Regions from separate parts of the Rattus norvegicus genome. Here region 2 is linked to region 1. Evidence: chromatin contacts called from public Hi-C data. All regions are on one chromosome and are shown on one strand. Each heading gives the region's core, a stretch centred on a gene start, on an enhancer-like site or on the middle of the called end of the contact. The rest is flanking DNA. Distances are from core to core; before and after follow the strand shown. Region 1 has its middle 34 kb from the start of Ark2c. Region 2 holds the start of Ark2n (arkadia N-terminal like PKA signaling regulator 2N).

What was found. A called contact is a pair of places that touch in the nucleus more often than the background predicts.
Region 2: a contact with region 1 is called in a Hi-C map of liver, with 2.9 times the contacts expected there. The contact joins the promoter of Ark2n here to the enhancer-like site in region 1. A contact is called at or near these places in 8 of 12 Hi-C or Micro-C datasets (Schwann cells, frontal cortex, kidney and 3 more).

Annotation. Positions count from the first base shown.
Region 1 is chr18:73,407,602-73,413,256 of GRCr8, reverse strand. No RefSeq gene overlaps it. Among named protein-coding and RNA genes, the nearest start is that of Ark2c, 34 kb to the right of the region's middle. Within about 2 kb of position 3,181, at least 8 of the 93 cell types and tissues checked have an H3K27ac peak or open chromatin away from gene starts, as enhancers often do. A contact at or near this core is called in kidney and liver, where this site is marked.
Region 2 is chr18:73,516,661-73,521,663 of GRCr8, reverse strand. Ark2n (arkadia N-terminal like PKA signaling regulator 2N) reads left to right here and starts at 3,520. Exons shown (of 5, transcript NM_001107374.2): 1 at 3,520-3,790.

The sequences.
Region 1 (5,655 bases), core at 1,932-4,431:
TGCCACTGGTGCCCAGCAGAGGGCGACTTCGCTCTTCCCAGCTCCTGCGCGCAGGGACGTGGCCGGTTTCTGTGCAGGCTTGGAGGCTTTATTTTAATAAACGATCTTTGCAAACTTTCTGCCACAGTAAGACATGCAGACCGCGATGCGCTTTGGGCTTAAGCTCATGTGTGTTTGGTGAGATAATGTTGTTTATGGTCCTCTGCCCTCCAGACGTTCTGGTTGATCTGATAGCCCGTGGAGACCTGCGGTCTGAGACTCAGTGGGAATCGAGGCTGAGGAAGAAGGGAAGAGTGTGCTTTGCGGTTGCCTGAAAAAGGACCTTCCAGCACAAAGGTTATAGGTGCAGTCCCATGCTGCCCCAGCGTCAAGGTACTCTTGTCTGTGAAGCAGAGTGCTATTACCTGCTTACAGGGAGCTTATAAGGATCAAAGAAGCCCTCCCTGTATGTGAAGCGCTGAGGACATGGTCCGGTCTTTGGAGGCCGTCAGTGAACGCTCTGACGGCCCTCACGGCTCTTCTTCTGTACTGACAACCATATTGTGAAGCACGAAGCCTGTCTAAGTGCCTCATGATTCATTGATGAGACCCGTGTGGCTGAAGATAACCAAGCAAAGAGTTCTGTTCTGGCAAGTGTGGTCAGCAGCGGGTACCCGGGGAATACACAGTCACCAGGAGGATACCTGAGCTCCAGGGCCTCTGGAGCTGAAGGAACAGCAGCCGCGTCTCCCCAGGGCATTGTTAGAAATGTACATCCGGGGCTGGTAGGAAGCAGTCTGGGCCTCTCTTGTCCTCCTCATGATCCTGGTGCCATCTCTGGTCTGAGCTGCACTTTAGAATCATCTGGAGGAGACCTTCCAGGGCGCACACGGAAAAGGTTTAATCACGATGTCCAGGGATGGAGTCGGATTTCAGAGCCAGGTTGTAAACCGGGACTTCAGATGTGTGAACCCGCTGGGTTGTGCCTCCAGCCTTAAGCATCTGCCATTTTTTTTTTCAAGATTCCCAAGAGATGCTAGTGTGTAGCAAGAGGGAGGAATCTCTGCCTTAAACCCAACCTGGAACGGAGCAAGTTCTTCTCGTGGAGAGCGGGTGTCAGACAAGCAGAAATAGTGACTGAAGTAGGGATTGGTAAGGACATTTGGGTTTAAGGGATGGGAAGGGTTAAGGGAGACGCTGGTGCCCACAGAAGGCTTCCAAGAAGCCATTACCTAGATGGTGTTTAAAAAACCGAACTGGGAGGCCAGCTGCCTGGGTGCAAATCCTGATGCTATCCTCACTGCTGGTGTGAGCTCCTGCTAGTCCCCTGTCCTCTTAGCTCCTCCTTCACACTGGCTTCTGTAGGAACAGGAATTCAGAATTGCTGGAAAGCACGTTGCAATCTTGAGTTGAGGTAAGAGGCTAGAATGTCTGAAGGACTTAGTGTAGTAAGAGATGACACTGGAGATGTGAGGGGGTCAAAGTCACAGAGATCCCTGGACTTAAAGGGGCTTAAGAAGCCGCTGGGGAGTGACAGGTGCTGGGGAGCCACCTAAGGGTATATGAGGAAAATCCAGTCTGAGCATAGCAAGCAGAGGAGTGTGACCCAGAAGGGCTGGTCCAGCAGGGGGTGTGACGGTGCCTGCCAGCCAGAGGGTCACTGGGGACCTGTTGAAATGGTAAATCGGAGCTTAGATACACACTGCCTGCTGTGGAGGGGGACAGGAGAGGAGAGATAGACCAGGGACCTTGCCCTCAGCTGGGGAACAGCCTGGGTGCCCAGTGCCAGCACCAGGCTTTCCCGGTTTGCTCGTTCATTTCCATGAGAGTAAGTCTGAGGCATCCTGAGGCAGGCTCCCCCGCCCCACTTCCTGGAAACTATTCTGGAGTAATTTTGGCTTGGGGTTGAAGGCTGTGAGGACCCATGCAGGCAGGGTTATCTCTTGAATGCCATCCAAACCTGTGGATTCTCATCTCCAGCTTCTCCTTCCCCACCTGACAGGCAGGATCATGCCATCGGCCACCGGTTCCTCCACAGACAATACAAGCCTCCCCGAGAAGCTCCCCTGACTGGTGACCTTTCTAGAAATGAAAAGCAGTGGTGGGGTGGCACTTTAGACTGGCTGTCCTGGCGTCTGTGGTAGCAGAGATGCTGGAAGCTGGCAAGGGCCTGCGAGGTCACTGCCCCTCCCTAGATACCTGGCCCAGTGTTTTGTCAGGCAGAAGCTGGGTGAGGCCCCTTGACTGGATTGGGAGAGAAGCAGAATTCAATTACTAGCCTGGAAGGCCTTGCTGAGTATTAGATTATCAGAATTGTCGGCTGGGCTTTGGCCCTCGGGGCTCTTCGGGCAGGACTGAAGGTAAAATCCGGTTGCAGCGTCATCCTCCCAGGTCCTAGGGGCTGGGTACAACCTAACAGCCTTAACGATGTAATATGGCTCCTCCCCAAACTGGGGAGAGGTGGAGGCTGCTGGGCTAGGTCTTCTCTGAGGCCCTGTCAGTTCTTCCTGGTGCCAGGAGGTGAAGGATATTGCCATAGGATACATGGAGGCAGGAGCTGGACTGAGAGTCCATGGGAACCCATGGCCTTGTTGGCCTGCACAGGATATACCAGAGACACTAAACTGAAAGTCCAGATGAGGCATTGGGTAAGGCTCGGCTGCTGTGTCTGCTGAGTGGGAGTTGCCAAGCAACGCAGGGACAGGAACCTCTGGGCATCTGTCCACCCCTTAGCCAGCAGAGGTGACAGTGGCAACCGATGTCAACTGAACTTTAGTTACCTGTGGCAACTACAATGGTGAATGACCCAGGAACCTGGTCATGGTAGCTTGGGTCTGGCGTGAGTGTCCTGCCCCTTGCTGCTGCTGTGGTCCTGTTCTGGTTGTGAGAGGAGGCCATCGGCTCATCCTGAATGGGGGAGGAAGTGCTGGGAGGGTGGGTTAGAGAGAGGAAGATCTGAGCAGCCAGAGGGAGCAAAATGTCCTGGTTTTCAAAATGAGGAGGATCCAGCTTTTGGCACATAAGCTTAATGCCACTCAAAAGCACTCTGGAATTATTAAACAGATGGCCTGGGAGCTCGTTACAAAGAACATGCTCGTTCCGGAGTAGTTCATTAAGTCATGGCCAGCCATACCCAGTGAGTTTTGTTACCAGAGGATCCCCGCCCCCACGCACTTTTCAACATATTCATGGCCAGCCAGGAAAAGCAAAGGTTCTTTGGCAAACCACTGTATGTAGTCTGCCAGGCTGCCTGTGTACACACGAGACAGAGGTGAGCCGCGGGGAAGGCTACTGTATCTGTGGCCTTTGGAGCTTGGGTCCAGTCACCAAAGTCAGAGGAAAGCAGTGGAAAGGAATGTTACAGCGAGCCCAGCGGGACCTGTGTTCATAGGAGAAGCATTCTGAGACCTGTAGGGAACCCCTGTGACTGTATAGTACCAAGTCCTGAATATGTTTCTTCCTGTGTCCATATGCTTATGGTCGATCTCTGTCTCTCTCTCCTTCCCTCCCTCCCCTCTCCTTTCTCTCTCCCTCTCCCTCTCCCTCTCTCTTTCTCTCTCTCTCTCTCTCCCTCTCTCTCCTTCCCCCTCTCCCTTTCTCCCTCCCTCCCAACCCCCACCCCTGTGGAACTGAAACCAGGGTCTTGTGCACACTAAGCAATACCCCCCAGTCCTCTGATAAGGTTTAATTTATAAATTAGGTACAGTAAGAGAATAACAAGAATCCTAATGATGAAATGGGAAAGGAACAACTGTGGCACTCTGGGGCAAGGGGAACCATTCATAATTCATGAATTATGTATAGGTATTTCCATGCAATATTTTAGACTGAGGTCAGGTACAGGATGAGGCCACAAGTTAGCAGCGACTATGGTCATCAGAGGTACTTATGAATTTACCTGTTTAATACAGGTGTGATGGCACCTATCAATAATCCCAGCACTCAAGAGGCCGATACGGGAGGGTTAGGAGTTCAAGGTTGACCTGGGCTACATAATGAGACCCTGACTCAGGAAAAAAAAAAGTTTGAAAGTGTTTAAGAGCACAATGGGGAAGCAATGTTGCACGTTATTATCTATTAAATGAGAGGTAGCTAAGCTTGTGGCAGACTTTGGAAAGTAAAGATCATACAGCTGTAACTAAGAGACACTTGCAGTTCTTCCTCAGTGGAAACAGATTGATACAGTGTGGCCAAATGCAGTAGCGGTGAGGGCAGATCAGATGGCATTTAAAATGGCGAGGGGTCCAGAGTTGGTAAACCCAGAAAAGAACTGTGAGTCACAGAGGCACTGGCAGGGAGAGGCCGTAGGGTCAGTTGTCCCATCCAGAAGGACAGCGCTAGAAGGCGGAGGCTCCCAGAGTGGCTAAGTTCAGCTCATGGAAAAGGAAAACCCGCTGCCGGCTAGTGGGAGGGGCTGCCTGGGGAGGTGGGGCTGTTGGGGTGGGAGGGGCTGCCTGGGGAGGCGGGGCTGTTGGGGTGGGAGGGGCTGCCTGGGGAGGCGGGGCTGTTGGGGTGGGAGGGGCTGCCTGGGAGTGAGGCTATTGGGGTGGGAGGGGCTGTCTGGGGGTGGGGCAGTTGGGGTGGGAGGGGCTGTGTGGGGTGGGGCTGTTGTGGTCAAGCAGAAGTTCCAAACCTACCTCCTGGGAAACTCATCTCCCATTCTCTATTGCACTCTAAGGCCTATGTATCTGTAGGTGAAAACACAGGCAGAAAGAGCTAGGCTCGGTTACCACTGAGGCCAAGGAACAGGTTGTAAAACTGCATGCTCTCGATTTTCTAAGTGGCATACCGCTGAGTCTGTTTGCACGGAAAAGAGACGGCAAGAAAATGATTGTTAAGTCTCATACCGCGGGAGACGCTCTGCGTCGTAGGACTGTTTTGATTTCTCCAACTTTTCAACAATCGACTTGCTTTCAAATCCAATAAACGTGTCGTTAAAGTCGATGCGTCTCCCACGTGTGCGAGCTTATCTTATTCTTTGTAAACAGAAGACCCCTTGGAAGTCATTTAACACAGTGCACTGGCTGATCAGCCGAGCTGTTCTCAGGGAGTCTCTTGCCCTGTTTGTTACCGTGTTCATGGCCTGCCTCTCTGTTCCCTTGTGCTGCCCTGCCTGGGGGTGATGTCTTTTGCTAGCACACCCTTCTTTGTTTGCCTGAGTCCTCTGGGGCCCAGCTCAGATGCCACTCTCAGGAGGGCTGTCTTCAGGACAACCCGTCCCACCCTGCGTCCCTGCGCCCATTGAGGGGTCTCAGCTCATGCTGTGTGGCTTTTTGTTTTAAATTGGATATTTCTTTATCTACATTTCAAATGTTATTCCTTTTTCCGGTTTCCTGTCTATAAGTCCCCTATTCCCTCCCCATCCCCTTCTTCTATAAGGGTGTCTCTCCCTCCACATTCCCTTACATTGGGGGTCCAACCTTGGCAGGACCAAGGGCTTCTACTTCTATTGGTGCCCAGCAAGGCCATCCTCTGCTACCTATGCAGTTGGAGCCCAGGGTCAGCCCATGTAGAATCTTTGTGTAGTGGTTTAGTCCCTGGAAGCTCTGGTTGGCTGGCGTTGTTGTTCTTATGGGGTCGCAAGCCCCTTCAGCTCTTTCAATCCTTCCTCTAATTCTTCCAACGGGGGTCCTGTTCTCAGTTCAGTGGTTTGCTGCTATCATGCCATGTTTTTAT
Region 2 (5,003 bases), core at 2,271-4,770, 110 kb before region 1:
CTTCATCCCAGGCAGACGGATGCCAATCACCCTGGCAGGAGAGAAAAGGGTCTCAGTCTCCCTTGGCCACCTTCTGCTTCCACCTCACATGTCCTTCTGTGCTGTTCTATTATGGATGGCTCTGGTTCTACGTGGTTGTCCTGGGGGAAAGGGGACAGAGAGAATCCTGTTGAGATGGAAATGTCATTATACTAAAGCACTGTGCTGGCTTTGGGACTCCCCAACACGTGACTGGGGACACCGGTACCAGAAAGCAGCACTGATTCATGTGTTCTCTCTGAGCCAAGGACTATGTCGGGAGCTTTCTCTGCGATTCTCATTTCACCTTCACCCTCAAGGGCATCATCAGGGGTCAGCCTGGACTCCCAGGTTCAGCGAGATCCCTTAATTGCTCGAAGGTCACTGTGCTGGAGTGAGGCACAGCCAGGTCCAAATTCGGACTTGCTCTTTGGATTCCTTTGTCTCCTTCTAGATAGCCTTCCCCTCGAGGATGCAATGTGATTCCGTGGGCGTATACTTCCAGGCAGGGCAAGCAAGTTAACTCTGGAAGCTGTCACTTGTCTGAAGTTACATGCCTATCACAGCGCAGAGGCTCAGCATGTCCCCAGAGTCCATAGCCTGTACCTTTGACAGGGCTTAAAAATACCATCAAGCCCATGGGGCCGCTACGAGGCTCAGAAGAATAAATCTGTTTAAATAGCACAGTATCTGTCACAGAGTATTTAATAAGAGCCACTATTATCTCTTTCTCTCACCTTACTTAGGGCTGGAAAATTCTTGTGCCTATACTATACCAGTGAGCAAAAATAAATGGAATATACAGGATATAATGCATGCACATACACACACGTGCACACACACACACACACACACACACACACGAAATGACATCAGCATATCAAAGAAATCCCTGCATGTGCGTGTTTATTACAGTCCTATTCACAAGATATGAATGTGATACACAGTACAAGGTTATCCAGCCGTGAAATGAAATTTGACCATTTGTTGCAACTTGGAGGTTTTGGATGTTAAGTGGAATGTGTCAGGCACCAAAGGACAAATGCTGAAACTGCATGCTCTCACTTATATGTCGCTGCATTGACTTTGCCAGGGGAAATGTGGAGGAAAATGTCTATTCACCCGGGACAGAACATCTGGGACAGATCTAAGTAATGATTCCACTTAAGTCCAACTTAGTAAACCAATGAGGTTACTGGTTTATTTATTATAGGAGCACAGGTGAGGGGTTACTTACGGGAGCTTGGGTGACTCAAAGACAGCTTCATCACCAAAAGGTCCTACTTCATGAGTGGTGACTTTAGGGAAGTTGTATGGGGGTGACTAGAATTCCAGGCTAAGATCCCATGACATACTCCCGTTTTTTCTAGGGTGTGGTAGCAGTCCCCTTACTGTTCCCATAGACCTAGTTATCACTTATTGCTCGGTACCACTGCCATGACTATGAGGCCAAAGTTATTTCTGCTCCAAAGTGGTCATGGGTTAACCATGTTTTGGCTGTTGGAAGAACTGATACGGTGACATGTGTAGAGGTTAAAGAGTGCCTCTCCCGAGAGCACAGAGTAGGACAGCTGTTACCAGAGCCTGGGGCAGACACGAGGGAGGATGGGATGTAGAGAGATGGTTAAGAACAGGTGCAGCTGGATAGGAGGACGAACTGGCACTGCTTTGAACAGCAGGCGAGGATAACGGTGCCTGACAACAATGTATCGAATTCAACAGCTAGGAGACAGGATTGTAAACGCTCTGGATGGAGACGAGCGATGGCTGAGCCAATCACGCTGATCTAATCATCACTTATGAGGTGGCACACTGCACCCCCACAAATGGTGCAGCTATTACATGTAGATAAAACACACTTGCAGACTCTTGAGAGAGGGCTGACAAGAAGACTCAGTAACTGTGCTTGCCTTGGAAGCCTGACTGAGTTTGATCCTCACAGGAAACAGACTCTCAGCGGTTGTCTTCTGAGTTCACCTGCACTTCTCTATCTTTCTTTCTCTTTCTCTCAGGATGATGAGAATAATGATCCTGAGTGAACCGGAGAGCAGAGCGACCTTGTCTACGGAGGTAACTGATGTTGATGGAGGTGCGAGCCTTTTTGTTTGTTTGTTTGTTTTTCAGAGAGGCAATTTACTAACAGAAAATGACTGTGAATTCTCTTCCTCAGATGCTGTTATAAACGATGGGGTGATATCCCATAGCAAACAGAAACTCTGAAGGCTGATTGGACCCAGGGTCAGGGGTCTCGGTCTTGTTTCCTTCAGTGGTCTGGAGTTTGAGATGCAGGGCAGTGAGAGCCAGCCGGGAGAAGACTCATCCCAGGAAACCTTTACCTTTGTTTCCCAAGTCGCCAGGCAGATGGATTCTTGCTAGGATCAATGACACACAAAAGTTATCTGAAAGGTGCAGAGATGTGGCAGACACCAAATACATTTCCCTCAGCTGCTTATCAAGAGGCGCATCTGCTTTCCATCTTTTCCTTCCATTTTCTCGGTTATGCGTTGTCTCCAGACTCCACTACCAAATGAAATCAGAACAGACCTTTACCAGTTTGGAAAACGGTGAGACCCTGTCTTAAAATTGGAAAAAGGTCTGGGGACGTAGCTGAGGGGTGAACAGTTGCCTCGCATCTGGAGGTCTGCAGGGTTCAGTTCAATTCCCAGTACTAAGGAGAAAAAAGAAGGTACCGATGATAATCATTTTCTTCTCCTCCAAAACCTGCACTGCTTGTAGGGAGTCAGACCTTGCAGTGTAAGCTTGTCCTCAGCGTCGGGAGCTCTCCACTTGTCAAGTGGAGACTCATCCCACTTTCTCCAGGTCCCGAGCCCAGGACGTAAGGACAGGTCTGCAAAACTCCTAGTAGTGTGTGTCACCCTTCCCAGGGCGCGCTGCCAAACCAAGGAGTGACTCTGCAGAGGTGGAATTTTGGGCGTCTGAGGCGTGTGTTGGCGGAGCGGGGTCCCCCGGAGGACTGTGTCACCGGCAGGTGGCGCGCTAGCCGCAAGCCCCGCGGTGTTTTCCGAGCCAAAACTTGAACAGGACGTTAGTGCGGGTGTTGGAAACGAGCGGTTCCCGGGAGCCGAGCTGTTGGCTCCCGCGGAAAAGTGACGAGAGAAGGGAGCGGACACCCTGCTGGAGCGATTCCACGATTCGGACATCGTGAGCTTCCTTCGGAAAGGCTTCGTGAGTGGGTGAGTACTGGGTAGCCCTCGGGAAGCGGAGCCCCGTGGTTTTAACGCGCGGGGTTTGCCTGGCCCGGCATCTCGTCCCTCTCAGACCGACGTTGCGGGATCGAACGGGGGGCGCGCGCGAAAGCCCGGGAAGCGGGCGCGCTGGAGCCCGCGCTCGGCGAAGGGCGCGTGCGCGCGTCCCCGCCGCCAGATGGCGCTGCGCAGTTTGCTCCGGGCCGGCGGCCAGGCAGCATAGGTTCCCGCCGCCACGGCGGCCTCTCTAGCCAGCAGGCGCTGCTCTGTGGTTCCGGGCGGAAGTGAGGCGCAGAGCGGAACGGCCTCTGGTGACATTTTCTTGGGGCGGCGCGGACGACTGAAGGGAATTGGTGTTGGAGGCTGCGGAGGCGGCGAGCTCTACTCTGCCCCGCTGCAGGGGCTCCAGCCGCGCTCCTCTGCTCGCCGCTGGGAGTTGTCTGAGGAGAAAGGGGGCGGCGGGGCCGCCGCGGCCCGAATCTGCGGCCCGTCAGCGCCGCCCGGGTGGGCGCGTGCCCCGACGGGGCGCGCGGGGCCGGCGAGGAGGCACGGACGGCGGGGCGCAGGTGAGGCACGAAGGGGTGCGGGGCCGCAGCCTTGGTTGCGGGGTGAGCCTCGAGGTCGGGGCTGTGTCCCGGAGAGGTGCTTGCGAGGCGGAGGGGAGCGGGGCCGGGGCTGCAGGTTCTGCGGCGTCTGAGCGTGGGGTCACGACGGCGGAGGCGCGGCCCGGACCCCTCGCCTGCCCGCCCGCCCGCCCGCCCGCCCGCCCGCCCGCCCGCCCGCCGCGGTGACCCTCGCGTCCTCTGCCCGCCGGTCCAAGTGCCCTCCTCCGGCCGCTGGCACCGAGTGGGCAGCGGGCTGAAGGGACCGCAGCCCCTCAGGCCGCAGAGTTGTGTTGGAGCAACTTTGCGGAGCCCGGCCCACGGGAGCAGCGGAGGCGGCCCCTCCTCCAGCTCGGTAACGGAGGCAGGCACTCACACCAGCCCGAGCCGCGGAGAGCCCCCTCCCGCGGTGGCCTTGAAGGAGCGAGAAAGGGCTTCCCGGGCTTGGTGCCGGCCTCTCGCCGCTTCCGCGACTGTGGGTCGGCTGATGCCCAGAATCTAGGTGCGTGGGTCTCCCGACAGTGTCCTGCGACTTTGTCAACTTTAAAGGCCAGCTCAAATGTATTCCGAGGACCCCCGGGTTAAGGACTCTCTTGCCTCCCCCGATTTCCCAGAGTACCTCACCAGTATCACTTCTCACCATTTCTCTTACAGCACTTATTTTTATAGTGTATTTGTGTGTGTGTGTGTGCGCGCGTGTGTGCGTGTGTGTATGTGTGTGTTTAAATGGAACAGCCCCCTGTCAGACTCGTCTGCCATTCATTCTCACCTTTAAAATTACCCTATCTTTATCAACAAAGTGGAGGCTCGAGGGTTGAAGGAAAGAACCGGTGCAGCCCTTGCAGATCCTTCACCCCTCGGGCAGTCTGTGCTTGCAGTGCTTTTGGTTTTGAGTTTGAGCCCTGCTCTCTGAATCTTTGCGTCCATTTGGGCGAACGGTTCCACCTATGATGCTTTCTTTGTAAAGGTTGGAGCACTTAATTATAAATGGGTCCGACAGTTTGCTTAGCTTATTACTGTATAGTATGGTTAGGCTCAGGTTAACAGTTTGAATCTCTTTCTTCTCTTGGGATATTTTAAGGATGGAGGCTATTAACTTCGCAATGTAGTTTTGCTGATCCTGGCAATTTGGATTTCTCCAGTAATCAGAGCATCGCCTTTTGGTTTAACAAGCAGT